Regions from separate parts of the Urocitellus parryii genome. Here region 1 is linked to region 2. Evidence: chromatin contacts called from public Hi-C data. All regions are on one chromosome and are shown on one strand. The core of a region is the stretch at or near the end of the contact, and the rest is flanking DNA. Distances in the headings are between cores, read along the strand shown.

Region 1 (6,463 bases), core at 169-2,668, 160 kb before region 2:
AGAGTACCATCAGTAAGTTCCACTACTAATAACTATCCCCCAAAATACTCCTTAACAATATGGGTAAACTACTAAATATTATTTTACAAAATTATTACCTGACAATAAGCATAGTTTCCAAGAGCCTTATGAGCTTCATCAACAACTAGACACTTTATATCAGCAGCAGGACAAGCTCCTCTAGTAAGGTCATTTACCATGATCTGAGGTGTAAGAAAAAGGACTCTCTTACTGCACCATATTTCCTTCCTGGTGAAAGCTTGAGTGGAACCTGTAAATAAAGTGAAAGTCTATATTTTAAACTCCAGACTGTTTTTTTTTGTTTGTTTGTTTGTTTGTTTTTGTGGTGCTAGGGATTGAACCCAGGGCCTTGTGCATGCTAGGCAAGCACTCTACCAACTGAGCTATATCCCCAGCCCCAGACTGATATTTTTAAAACAAAAACAGTCTAGCCTATCTTCAAAATGTAATCATGCTTTAGGAATGTGCTTAAGTGGAGAACAATGTAACAACTCATTGAAATGCTACATGTTAAATCTCCAATTTGCCCCAAATGTCAAAGAGCATCATTTAAATAGACTGTCCTTATAATTCCTGCAAAATGGCATAATGTTAGAAGCGAAGCAAATTCTTCAATTGGGAAATCATTCTTAGTAAGAATGCCCAAGGGATATAATACACGAATGCTTCAAAATACTGACAAACCACAGGGATTCTCTGAAGGTTTAATAAACAATCCTGTTCATCAGTGCTGGGCCTACCACATTCCGAAAGAATGTAAGATGAGAATATTTGGATCTAGTAAGTATTCCACATGCATCAGGAATTTCTTTAGCTCTATTTCCACCACAACGTATGTTCATCCCTAGAAATAAAGCTCTTATTTTCAAATCAACCCATCCTTTCTCAAATACCTGTCATTTCGGCCATGTGGGACTGTGGGATACCCATCACCTGGTAGCAAGCCTCGATCTGCTGTGTCACCAAGGGTTTCGTGGGGGCCATAAAAACAACCTTGCCGGAAGGAAACCAGCGGTAGAAATTGTACATGACCACGGCGGCAATAAAGGTCTTTCCCAGCCCGGTAGGAAGACACACCAAAGTGTTGCAGAACAGAGCGGTCCTGGAGATGCGCAGCTGGTAGTCCCGCACAGGGTAATTAGTGGGGTAGATCCACAGGGCACCCGCTGAGGTGCAGAACCCGCCATTCTCTAGACTCAGCTGCCGCTCAGCCTCGTACACTGCGACTAGTAACACATCATCGTCCGACTCCGGCTGAGACGCAGCCGCGGCAGATAAATGAGCCTCTGAGCAGGCCTGAGGCCGTTCAGTTCCGGAGCTGCAACTAGGAGTCCCAACCGATCGGGAAACGCTTGAGCCCCACGTCTGGAAAAGCGTTCTTTGCCGTCCACTCATGAGGCTGAAGTCCACCAAAAGCTTATTTCAGGAACCGAGATCCACAGCGGTTTTACCCGCTCAGTTCCGAGCTCCATCAGTTTCCTGCATACAAAGCTAAGGAACCAGAGGGCGGAACCACAGCTAGGCATCCAGTTGAAAATGCCGCCGCTGAGTTTGCGTTGGGAGTACGATTGGCTTGCTTTCCGGAAATACTCCATGACCTCCTGGAGACGCATGCGCATTGCTAAGGAGTTGCTCTAAATTTAGTCCCCTTCACAGTTTTAGCAGACTCTGAATTTGAGTTCCGTTTCCCTCGATTAGGTGTCTGCGAGTCATTGCGAACGTGATACCGTTTACAATGATTAAAATAAATGACCTTGAGATCCCGGAGACAATGGAATGCTCATAATTTTGTGAAGTTAACGTTATTGAGCACTTAAGTCAGGTGATGTGGTGAAAATCAAAATAGCGTGGATAAAATTAAGGATATATCTTATTCCTCTCTCTAGACTGAGAAAACTGCCTGATCGTTTCACTGTGTTGGGATTGGCAAGCCATTATTCTAACAATTTACTATTCAAAGGAAAGTGAATGTAGGCTGGTCCCGTTATTCGTTAGAAAATTAATAAAAGGTATTCTGAAGTTCCACTATTTCATCTTTACTACAGATTTAGAGCAGTGAATTTAGATGTGCGATTACTCTACCGTTAGTTATAGCCTACCTGGACTTGGATGCAATTCCTGGCTTCTCTACTTGAAACCTAATGACTTAATGTACAAAATTTGTTCCCTCTTGTATTGATGAAAAGTACAAATACACCACGTAGCTGCTATAAGCATTAATAATGCCACCCATCATCAGTAAGTCGCAACCTAAAGTACAGCTTCTTTATTTTATTCAAATTTCTGAACAAAATTTTCGCTTTTCGTTAGGAAGAAAGGGGTTTGTATTTAGGTTTCGTTTATGTGAGCTTTAATAAGGAATTAGCTTGGTATGGATTGTTCTAATAGACAAGGACAGAGCCAATTCAGAGATGAATCATTAGGATGTAACTAGCTAAAAATGAGATTAGGAGTCTGAATGTTGTTTTCTTTAAGCAGGTTATAGACTGGACCTTTAAGGCATAGCAGGCCATAGTAATTAATAGTGTGGATAGTGGCTGGTAAACATCACTACCATCAGAGGTCGCCCCACAAGAGGTCCAAACGAGAATATAATACTGCGGGACGTTTTCTGCGCAGCCGACCGGCGTGGCCACTTTTGCAGGGTTTTAACACCCACTCAACAAAGAAGCCCTCAATAGCACGGCCTTGACGTCACTCAAATACAGGCACCAATCCCACCCGGTAGCGCAGTGACCACGCCCCGTCAAGCTCCGTGCGAGCCCACGCCACGCCCCAGGGGCGGGGCGGCGCAGAAGTGAGGCGGGCTGGCTCAGTAAAGCAGAGGCGGCGGGGGAAGATGGCGGCGGCAGTTCCACAGCGGGCGTGGACCGTGGAGCAGCTGCGCAGTGAGCAGCTTCCCAAGAAGGACATTATCAAGTTTCTACAGGATCACGGTTCAGACTCGGTACCAGAGGCGGCTGGGAGGCCGGGCTGGCTCAGCTGAGGGACGCCTCACCCCCCCTGGAGATGCCCATGCATTCCGTATTCCTCTGTGCCCCCGCCCTCGCCCTCCCGCGGCCCGTGGCGCGGAAGGTCGGAGCGGCCCCAGTGCGCTCCCGCCCCACGGGCCGGCCCTACTTCCGCGGGGGAATGGCCTTATTTTCTGAGACATGCAGGCTGCAATCGCTAAATTAAAACTCCATTGGGATCCTTAAATGAGGGTGGAGGCCAGAAAAAAGGAACCCGGAGATGTTGGTGGCTGAGGCGGGGAATAGGATTGGGTGAGACCCTGGAGCGGAATGCTGGCTACTAGGGAAATGGAGAGGAATTTGAAATTTACGTGGGAACTGTATGTGCACCTTGCTTTCCTCACCAATTCACTGAATAACAAACATTAATCCATGTGATTTTTCAAAAGCCTGTAGATTGTGGTTGAACTTCTTAGAAAAATATTGAACCATTTTCATCATTGTATTAACGAAGTTACGAGTACACAGTGGTCTCCCAGAGTTATAAACAATCAGATTAAGAAATCTTTTTGGTATTCTTTATGATGTGTGCCCTAAATTTTTTTAGCATAGTTTCTATCATAACCACCCAATTGTAGTCTCTGGTTATTTTTGTCAGACCTGACTTTTTTTGTCCTTCAGAAATGAAGATCCTTTATAACCTTCATAATTGCTGAACTACGAGTCATTTAAATGAATTTTCTCTAGTGATCATTCACGTATTTAAACCTATGTTTTAAAGTTATTATTTTCCTGCTTTTGGGAATCGGTGGAAAAGACCCTATGTCAGGGATCTTATACCATTTTAATGAAATTATTTTCTCTTAAGCGAGTAATATTTCAACTGAAACAATAGAAATGAGTACAAATATTGTAACAATACCTCAGTATTGTATTTCATTAAATTCTTATAAAACAGATCATACCAATGTGAATCTAATGTCATGCAGGCCAAAGTGGGACAATTCCAGAGATTTGTATTATATTTATATAACATTAATCATTTAAATGCGTGTTCTCTGTGGAACATTCACTTACATAAACCTATATTTGCTATATTTTACAGTCATCATTTTATTGATTACATCCAAGAGATGTTTATATTTTAGGTATTTTTCTTGAACTTTTCCTAAAGTCATGAGTGCTATGCAACTGATTTCTAGATAATCAACTTTATCTCCTTTCTCCAGTCAGCCTTTATCATTTAGAACATTTCTTCAAAAGAAGGAAAGCAAAAGCAAAGGGGGAAAAATGGAGTAGTGATAATGTTAGAAAAACTGAAGGACTAGGGATGTAGTTCCGTGGTAGAGTGCTTACCTGGTATACCTGAGGCCTGTTCAGTTCCCAGTACCACAAAAAGAGAAAGAAAAACAGGAGACACCAAGGGACAACTTTGAAAAAGTAATAAAATGGAGAACTCTAATAAGGACCACAAGTCAAGAAAGGAAGCAAAATAAAATAAAATGACATCATGAAAATTATTTGACATTAACATTACCTGATTTTGAGATGAACCTGCCACAACTTGATGTTTCAGTAGTGGTATTTTGGTGTCCATTTGTCAACTTACAGTCTTATATTTCAAAAAGAAAAAGAATTCTGGTTACTGTGAGCTACTTAATACATTATAGCTAATAGTTCTTACCATGCAACACACTTTTAGCTAAATGCATTAAATGGATTATTGCATTTTATCCTTATCACAGTTCTTTAACAGATTCTGTTATTAATCTTTCACTACAGATATGGAAGGCTTTGTCCTCTGTACAAGATCAGAGAGGTGGATTTTAGCCAAGATAATATGACTTTACAGCCCATATATAGATAGATGATTCTGGCTATCTTAACCTGTTTGTAACTCATTCTTAACCAGCTATGGGTTACGGATAGGTTAAGAGAGCCATGCCCAGCATAGCTACAGGCTCCCAAAAGCATTTATTTCATTTCTTCTTTATTAATACTTTTGAAAACATAGCTAACATTGAAAGATCATTTGCTAATTTTTTTTGTTGTTCTTTTTGAGACAGGGTCTTACTGTATTGCTCAAGTTGGTCTCAAACTCTTAGGCTCAAGCAATCCTACATCAGCCCCCTCAAGTAGCTAGGACCATAGGCCAAATAATCACACTTAGCTCTAAACCTTATCTTAGAGCCTTCTTGAGGGGAATTATTTTGAGTAACCAGCTTTTTTCTTTGTAGTTTCTTGCAGAGCATAAGTTATTAGGCAACATTAAAAATGTAGCCAAGACAGCTAATAAGGACCATTTGGTTACAGCCTATAACCACCTGTTTGAAAGTAAGGTGAGTATTTTTACATCCTATGAGCAGAAATCATTTTAGAAATTTTATTTCCAAAGAGAGGTTTTAAATGCATTTATTTGCAGAATTGGGAGTTTTTCCACCTGCAGTCTTTCTTAATTACAATCATAATTGGACTAGCTATCAAATCTAGCAAAACTAACCTGCAGTATGACACATGTTTTGGTATTTTGAGGGTTTTGCTTTTTGTTTTGTTTTGTTCTGTTTCTGTGGACTGGGGATTGAACTAAATTGCCAAGTCTGGTCTTGAACTTGTGATCCTCCTATCTTGGCCTACTGAGTTGCTGAGATTACAGGTAGGCACCACTCTGCTCAGCATCTTTTGGTATTTTGAAAGGGACCAGATTTTTAAAAATAATTTCCTGACAAAAGATTCTTAAATGATAAATCCATTAGTCATTTGGTATTATCATATGAAGCATTTACACTGTATATAAAATGTTATATGGAGGAAAGTAAGGTCCATTTCACTATAGAATTTAATGACTGGTTCTGATTTAAGATGAGCCTTTAGAAAAACATTTTAATGTATTCTCTAATATTTGTTCACTATGAAATGATTGTCTTCCACAGAAAATAATCTTTATTAAGAAGCTGTTTGAAGACTGGGGATATAGCTCAGTTGGTAGAGTGTTTGCCTTACCCTGGGTTCAATGCCTAGCACCACAAAAAAGAAAAAAAAAAAAAAAGAAGCTGCTGTTTGAATAGTATTCATATCTCACAAGTCTGAGTTGGCTTTTCTAAAGGTCATGTTTCTTATTTCAGAATTTATATTGTTAGCTAATCTTAGCATCATGCTTTATTAAAATACTTAACATATTTCTTCCTTTGTTCTTAGGTGGTTTCCTTAGGTGAATTAAGTTTGTGTTATATAACCTGTATTCATCATGCAGATGCTTATTGAGAGGCTTAAAATCTGAATGCCCCTCTAATGTTTAGCCTGTCCTGAATGTTAATGTTAGAATATTTTTTACAGCGATTCAAGGGTACTGAGAGTGTAAGTAAAGTGTCTGAGCAAGTTAAAAATGTGAAGCTTAATGAAGATAAACCCAAAGAAACCAAATCTGAAGAGACTCTGGATGAGGTTTGTCTATAATATTTTCATCTTTTATTACTCAAGTCAATTTTAGAAAT
Region 2 (6,735 bases), core at 3,333-5,832:
GGAGGTATCAATATAAATTTAAAAATAAAAATAAAAATGATTCTGTTCACTGAGAGAGCCAATTCATAATGAAAAGAAATAGCAATGAGCAAATCTATACCATGCTTTGGTTTTTAAATACTGCACCTACTAAGGCAGTATTAGGACTCTTGAAAAAATAGCCGATTCCAGGTCTGAAGTAGGAAAAGTACAAAGTAAGCCTGGGCATCATGTTAAAAAATGTCAAGAAAGTGCTCAAGGACTAGAGTCAAGCCCAAAGGACATAGAAGCCAGTTGCTGGTCAAATAAGAGGTAATTTTAGCATCAAAAAAGCTACATTTTGGGCTGGGGCTGTAGCTCAGTGGTGGACTGCTTGCTTAGCAAATGTGAGGCACTGGGTTTGATCCTCAGCACCACATTAAAATAAAGGCATGCTGTCCATCTACAACTACAAAAAAATTAAAAAATTAAAAAAGCTAATTTTTTTTAGTAATTAAGAAATTAGGGGCTGGGGTTGTGGCTCAGGGGTAGAGCGCTCACCTAGCATGCCTGAGGCACTGAGTTGGATCCTCAGCACCACATAAATGCAAAATAAAAATATTGTGTCCACTTAAAACTAAAAAAAATTTAAAAAAAAAGAAATTAAGATGTATGTAAAAATTTATTACACATAAGAGAATTTCAGCTAACAAATATAGAAGAAATGTTAGAATTTTTTCTTTAGTTACCCTTTTTGTATCCTCCCAGTGCAATAAATAATACAGGTGTAAAACCCTTTAGTGGATGTGAAAACCAGTGTGTGAAAAGTTGTTGGGATATTCACAGGGTCTCAAAAATATCGTCCTACAGATTATACACTAATTGTAAATTTTAAAAAAATATATTTTTACAATGGATTTGGTTATTACCACTTTAAACAAATAATTAAGTTAAGCTTCACTAATAAGGAAACAGGATAAAATTTGATGTACTATGAAGTTCATATTACATATCTCCTATGTAATATTTTTACTAAAACTGTTTATCTTGAATCTAATTATAAGGAAACAGGTAGATTTGAAAGGTAACACATTCTACAAAGCAACTATCTGAGACTCTTATTAAAAAGTCAATGTCATGAAAAAAACAAAGAAACACAAATATGTAAGACAGAATGCTAGATAAAGAAGACATATTGGCCACATGAACCATGACTGGATCCTGGATGACAAAAGTAAAACAAAAAATACAAAACACACCTTGGGGACAAATGGAGAAATGTAAATGCAGACTATTAGATGTTACTGAATTGCAATTAATATTCTAAGGCAAAATATTAATATTATGGTTATTAGGACAATGTTATTCTTAGTAGATATTTTTGGAGACATTTAGGACCAAAATGTCAAAATGTATGCAACTTTCAAATGGTTTAGCAAATATGGCAAGATGTTAACAACTGGTAAATATTGGATCCTCATACTCTTAGCTATAGACTTGGAATTTTTTAAATAAAAGTTTTGGGGGGAATCTCAGTTCAAATGTCACTATCTTCTCTACAGCTTTTTATGCTTAATTTACTTTTTTAACTTTTAATTCTAGTACAATTATTATTAGTTTTTTCTATCTTCAGTAATTCAGAAATCCCCACAGGACTCTTTATATACTAAATCTAGTACTTAAGAAATTTTGTTAACTGACCTTTTCCCAAAACTGTGTGGAACTGGTTTCATTTTCATTTCCAGAACTTAGTTCCTTATCTGGTACCTGCTAGGTATTTTGTGTTTATTGTATGAATCCATAACTGGCATACCAAAGTAATAATTCAAAATTGCAATCAGGTGTTGTCCACATCACACTGGGCCTCAAATTTAATCAATCAATCAATAAATAAAGTGGGAAGCCTATTAAGTGGTCTTATACTTGACTCGTACCATTATAATGAATACTCACATTAGCATTTAAATTAAAGCAGTGTAACAAGGTTCATGTAGTCTTATTCTTAAGTCATCACAAGCATATTTTCATTTTAATTTCAGTTCAAATCAAGGAAATTAGACAAGCATACCTGCTCTATATCCTTGGAATTGGAGGTCTGGTTTTCTCCAAGAACCCCAGGCTGCTCATTTTCCCACGGTAATTTATTTTTTCCTTTTCCTGCACTTAATACCCTCCGGGTACAGACAGTTGGACTGTAAGATCCATACATTTGCATGCTATCCCTTGTGTGATCACCACAGAGAGAGTGTGCACTCTGAGTTCTGTTACCAGCCAAAAGCCAGTCTGTATCCGCTCCGTGTGCCAAATGGTTTGACCTACCCTGAGCAGAAGATGGCATGAGCATTGCATATTCCACAAATCCGTGTTCTGTTAGCCTTGGTAGGGTTTTTCTAGCCAATCTGGCCTGCACAGCATTCATCAGTCCATCTCCATTATCTTGCAGTTCAATAGTATCTACAGCTTTAAAAAGGATGCTGGTTTTACCTGAGCCCATTGATGATGCCAACACAGCAAAGGCTTCTAGAGCTGCTTGCCGAACCCTGCGTTTGCTATCTACAAGAGCTGGGGCAAGATCAAAAGACAATTTGGGTAAGTCAAAATCCTCACTGGGATAAGTCAAGAGGGAGCAGATGCAGATGTTCACCACCTCCTCTCTTACTCTGGAATGCTTATGTTTAAGATGTTCCAGGAGTAAACAAAGCACCTGTTGAGGACCTACTTCTTTCATTAGCTTGAGGAAGATTTTCATGTATTCCTGTTTGATCACCAATTTGTTGTCTGCTAGTACTTTGACAGAAGCTGCTATAACTGGTCCTAAGAACTGTTGGACTTGGTCTCCAAGACGAATAACTAGTAAATGCAGGACCTGAAGTGTGCTATGGACCACTTTGAAGTTAGAATCGTCTAACAAATTATACAACAAGCTAATGAAACCAACAAGACTAGAATGAGGGGTAGAGCTAGGGTTAAATTTTCCCAGCACCTGTTTTAGTTCTTCAACGGCCTGAGTTCGGTTCTTATAGTCTTCCTGATCCAATAATCTTGAATGCAGCTCCTGAGGAATAATCCCAAATTTAAGATTGCTATTGCAAAGAGCCACTGCACAAGGGACGGAATCCTCAGGAAATCCAGAGGCTTCAAGTTCCAAATAATAAGGAACTTGACTTCCAAACTGGGACTCCAGGCGGCGATTGTAGTGTCTCCTCAGTGCAGATGGCAGATGAGAGATATAGGATTGAAACCTCTCTTGGCCAAGTCTCTCACCAATTTGTTGAAGTGCAGAAAAAGCTACCTCTGATTCTTCTTCTATCTCCTGATCACCAAGCTTTCTGGCTAGAGATATTATTACCTCAGTGAGATCCAGGCCGAGCAACAAATCCTCAGGAGTAAGTAAGATGGGGAGCAGTAGTGCAGTAGAAGCTCTAAGTCGGCTATTGGTACTTTCCAAACCTTGATGTATTAGCGTTCTTAGCACCTGTCCAGAACTACGTTTCAGACATATGTGCAGAATCTGCAGCGCATCTTTCCGCAGAGCTGGATTCTCTTCTCGTAAGGAGACAACTAGTTGAGGCAGAAGTGCTAAACTAAAAGCTTCTTCCAGCTGGCCTGCCTCCCCCTGACCTCGGAGAACATCGGAAAGAAGTTGCAAGCAGAGTCGTTTCTCATCACTACCTCCTTCCACAAGCACTCGGCCCAGGGCCCGATACAATGCTTCTTTACGTCTGGGGAAGCCAAGTCGACCGCCCCGCCGTGGCAAAGCAGCCTGCAAAGCCTGGAAAGCCTCGGAAGGATCGGGGACGGTGCGCAAGAGCTGAAAGAGCCGAGTCTCCTCTTCATCTCCCCCTGAGAAACCACCTCCAGGCCCAGACCAACTACTTGAGACTGCCTCTGCCGGCAACAAGAGGGTTGAGGCCAGAGGTGAAGGTGTAGGGGGACAGGAGCCGTGGTCCCCGGCAGCTCCGCGGCAGTAGTAATTTTTCTCTCCTCTCATGGTGCCCCCAACTCGATTATCATCAGTCTCTGGGGCGGAAGGGCGACCGCAGCTCTGGAGGCGACAGGCATAAGCGGCTGAAAGGGGCGGCACCAGAAGCAGCGAGGATGGCGCAGCCGCCATGGAGGGTGGTCAGGTAGCGAAGGCTGAAGGGAACCATTGCCGTCTCCGAAGGGCTCGATGAAGCCCAGCCTTTCACTTCCTTCCCAAGCCCCAAACTGCAGAGGAGGAAAAGGAACACCTAGAGCCAGCTGCCAGGCCGCCTCCTACTCCGGGAGGCAGCCTTTTGGTAAAATGGCCCCCGCTAGAGTCCCAGACCCCACAGCTGCCACCGGGCGGAACCAGGAGCACCACGTGACCAAACCGATCGCTTCCATGGTGATGTACTCAGAGCGGACCTCTTGACCCGGAAATCGATCCGCCGAGATGAATGCTGGGTCATGAAGTCCACGTCAGATGTTAAGGCAGAAGTGTCCGGGAAGAGGAAGTCAGAACGTTGGAACGTAACTAGGGCGGAGAGGAGGGCGGGTACTGGGGGTGGGGGGGGAAAAAAAAAAAAAAAAAAAAGGTGTTAGGCGGAAGTGACGTTGTCCTTGCTCCGGGCGGAAGTTCCCCGCCCCACCCGTGAGAGTTGAGGCTTGACCAGAGCGAGTGAGGATCTTGTCCCGGCTTCAATTGTCCACGGCTCCACCTCCTGTGGCTGCAGGTGTGATTCCTGGGACTCAGGTATTTTCCCTTTGCTGTCCTCCAGCGATGCAATATTTGGCAAAGTTTTGCCCAAGTGGCACTGGAGATAGAAGTAAAGGAGTGGACGGGAGCAGGCAGGGAAAGGCGACATCTTCTTCTGCAGGGCTCGTTACCGTTATAAACGCGTTACTCCCTACAACCCTGAATAGTGTGATCCTTTCCTCCTCCTATCCGTTTATTCGTACAGGAGATCCCGACCAAAGCCAAGCTCATAGACGGGTTAATTTTATTTTCCAATTCCCGATCTTTGGGGACCTTATTCACCACGCTTTTCTCCCAGGTCCCCTTTTGGTACTTCCCATAACCCTCTGGCTGGGGAAGGTCAATTGTTTTCTGTCACTTTTTCTTACCCCCATCACTTTTAAGTTCTCTTTGAAACGCGCATAATCTGGAGATAAATGTTTCCCCTATAACTAACCTCCTCCCTCTAGACGTTCTCAAAGTCTTGTCTTCTGATGCAGTTCTTCTGTGGGACTCACCCTTTTCCCCGCCTCCTCCCTCCTCCAGCCGAACTCCCAGCAGGATCTTCAAGCGTCTCTGCAGCCTTTCAGTCTCCTAGAGACAGAGATTGCAAAGACAATTTCAGTAGCGATGGAAGTTCTTGTCATCACGGTCCTAAGAGAATTCTTCCCTGTGGATTTAGGGTTGGTAGATATTTCTTTGTTTTAGGCGAACTGAGAATTTGATATGCATTTTGCCCTTGGAAATGAAACTTAAGTAGATTGAAGAGCTGGAATGTCTTGGTATGAGGCTGAATGTTTCAGAGTGTGGAAGAGCGATGTTTTATTTTATTTAATTTTTTATGTGATGCTGAGGATTGAACCCAGTGCCTCACACATACTAGGCAAGTGCTCTGCCACTGAGCTACAGCCCCAGCCTAGAGAGAGAAATTTTTAAAGAAATAATACAATTACTTTTGAATAACCTAATGAAAAAACTCAGTTATAATTTGAAGTCCGAAATTTATACACTTTAAAGTATTGCTGCCTTGTTCTGTATCGGATGGGATATCCCAAATAATTTTTAAAATCCTAGAATAATTTAGCATATATGCTAAACCATGTTGTAATGTTTCTGGCTGATGCAAGTTCAGAAATTATTTCTGAATTTTGCCTTATAGCACAATTTGCATATCATAGTTTTTTTTTTCCTTTGGGAAAAGGAGGCTACATAAATATGTATCCTATGTTTTGGTTTAAATTCAAAGTGGTTACTTCCTTAGTCATTTTGATATACAAATGAATCTGCCTAGATTTGGTTTGGCTAGCATATTTCAGTTAACCAAAAGAATTCTTCTGCCCTTTTTCTTTTTTAGGCACAGAGTTAGGGCATAGGAGTGAAAATCAAGATAGGATTGTAGCAGTTGTCAATGAAAATGTCTGGTTTTCATGTTTCTAATCTAAGAAACTCAAATGCATCTTTTTATTCTTGTATGCTCAGCCTTCAGGAAGCTAGTCCAAATGAAGGGAAAGGAGAATGATGTACAAGTTAGAATGTACACAATAGAATGCCAGTTGGAATAGAAAATAATCCTTTCCACTGATAAGAATTTTCGGGTTGATAATCCAGTGCATTCTGCTATATCCAAGATTTTGGGAAGCCAGGTTAATAACTAGAGATTTCATGATAATCACCAAATCATAGAAAAAGAAATTGGAAGCTCTTGAATGATATTTCATAATCAGTTATGGTAGAAGCTTAAGAATTATTCCTTCTTGGGGCCAGGGTTGTGGCTCAGTGGCAGAGCACTTGCCTAGCCTGTGTGAGACACCGAGTTTGAGTATCACCACTGCATATAAATAAATAAAATGAAGGTTCATTGACAACTAAAAAATAAATAAATAAATAAATAAATAAAAAGAATTATTTCTTCCTGCTAGGTGTGGTGGCCTATACCTGTAATCCCAGCATATTGGGAAGCTGAGGGAGGAGGATCATAGGTTCAAAGCCAGCTTTAGTAACTTAGTGAGATCCTGTCTCAACATAAAAAATTAAGAGCTTAGTTATAAAGTGCTCTTGGGTTCAATCCCCAGTACCCA

Evidence for each region. Hi-C and Micro-C count contacts between places; a contact is called where the count stands out from the background.
Region 1: a contact with region 2 is called in a Hi-C map of muscle, with 4 times the contacts expected there. The contact joins the promoter of Fancm here to the promoter of Klhl28 in region 2. A contact is called at or near these places in 2 of 2 Hi-C or Micro-C datasets (liver and muscle).

What each region holds. Positions count from the first base shown.
Region 1 is chr6:56,072,020-56,078,482 of mUroPar1.hap1, reverse strand. It overlaps Fancm (FA complementation group M), which reads right to left and starts at 1,418. Exons shown (of 22, transcript XM_077799429.1): 1 at 915-1,418; 2 at 99-271. The coding sequence starts at 1,416. It overlaps Fkbp3 (FKBP prolyl isomerase 3), which reads left to right and starts at 2,823. Exons shown (of 6, transcript XM_026412655.2): 1 at 2,823-2,968; 2 at 6,306-6,413. The coding sequence starts at 2,861.
Region 2 is chr6:55,915,255-55,921,989 of mUroPar1.hap1, reverse strand. It overlaps Klhl28 (kelch like family member 28), which reads left to right and starts at 4,582. Exons shown (of 6, transcript XM_026412663.2): 1 at 4,582-4,675; 2 at 5,204-5,340. Togaram1 (TOG array regulator of axonemal microtubules 1) reads right to left here and starts at 4,280. Exons shown (of 20, transcript XM_026412660.2): 1 at 2,027-4,280. The coding sequence starts at 4,072.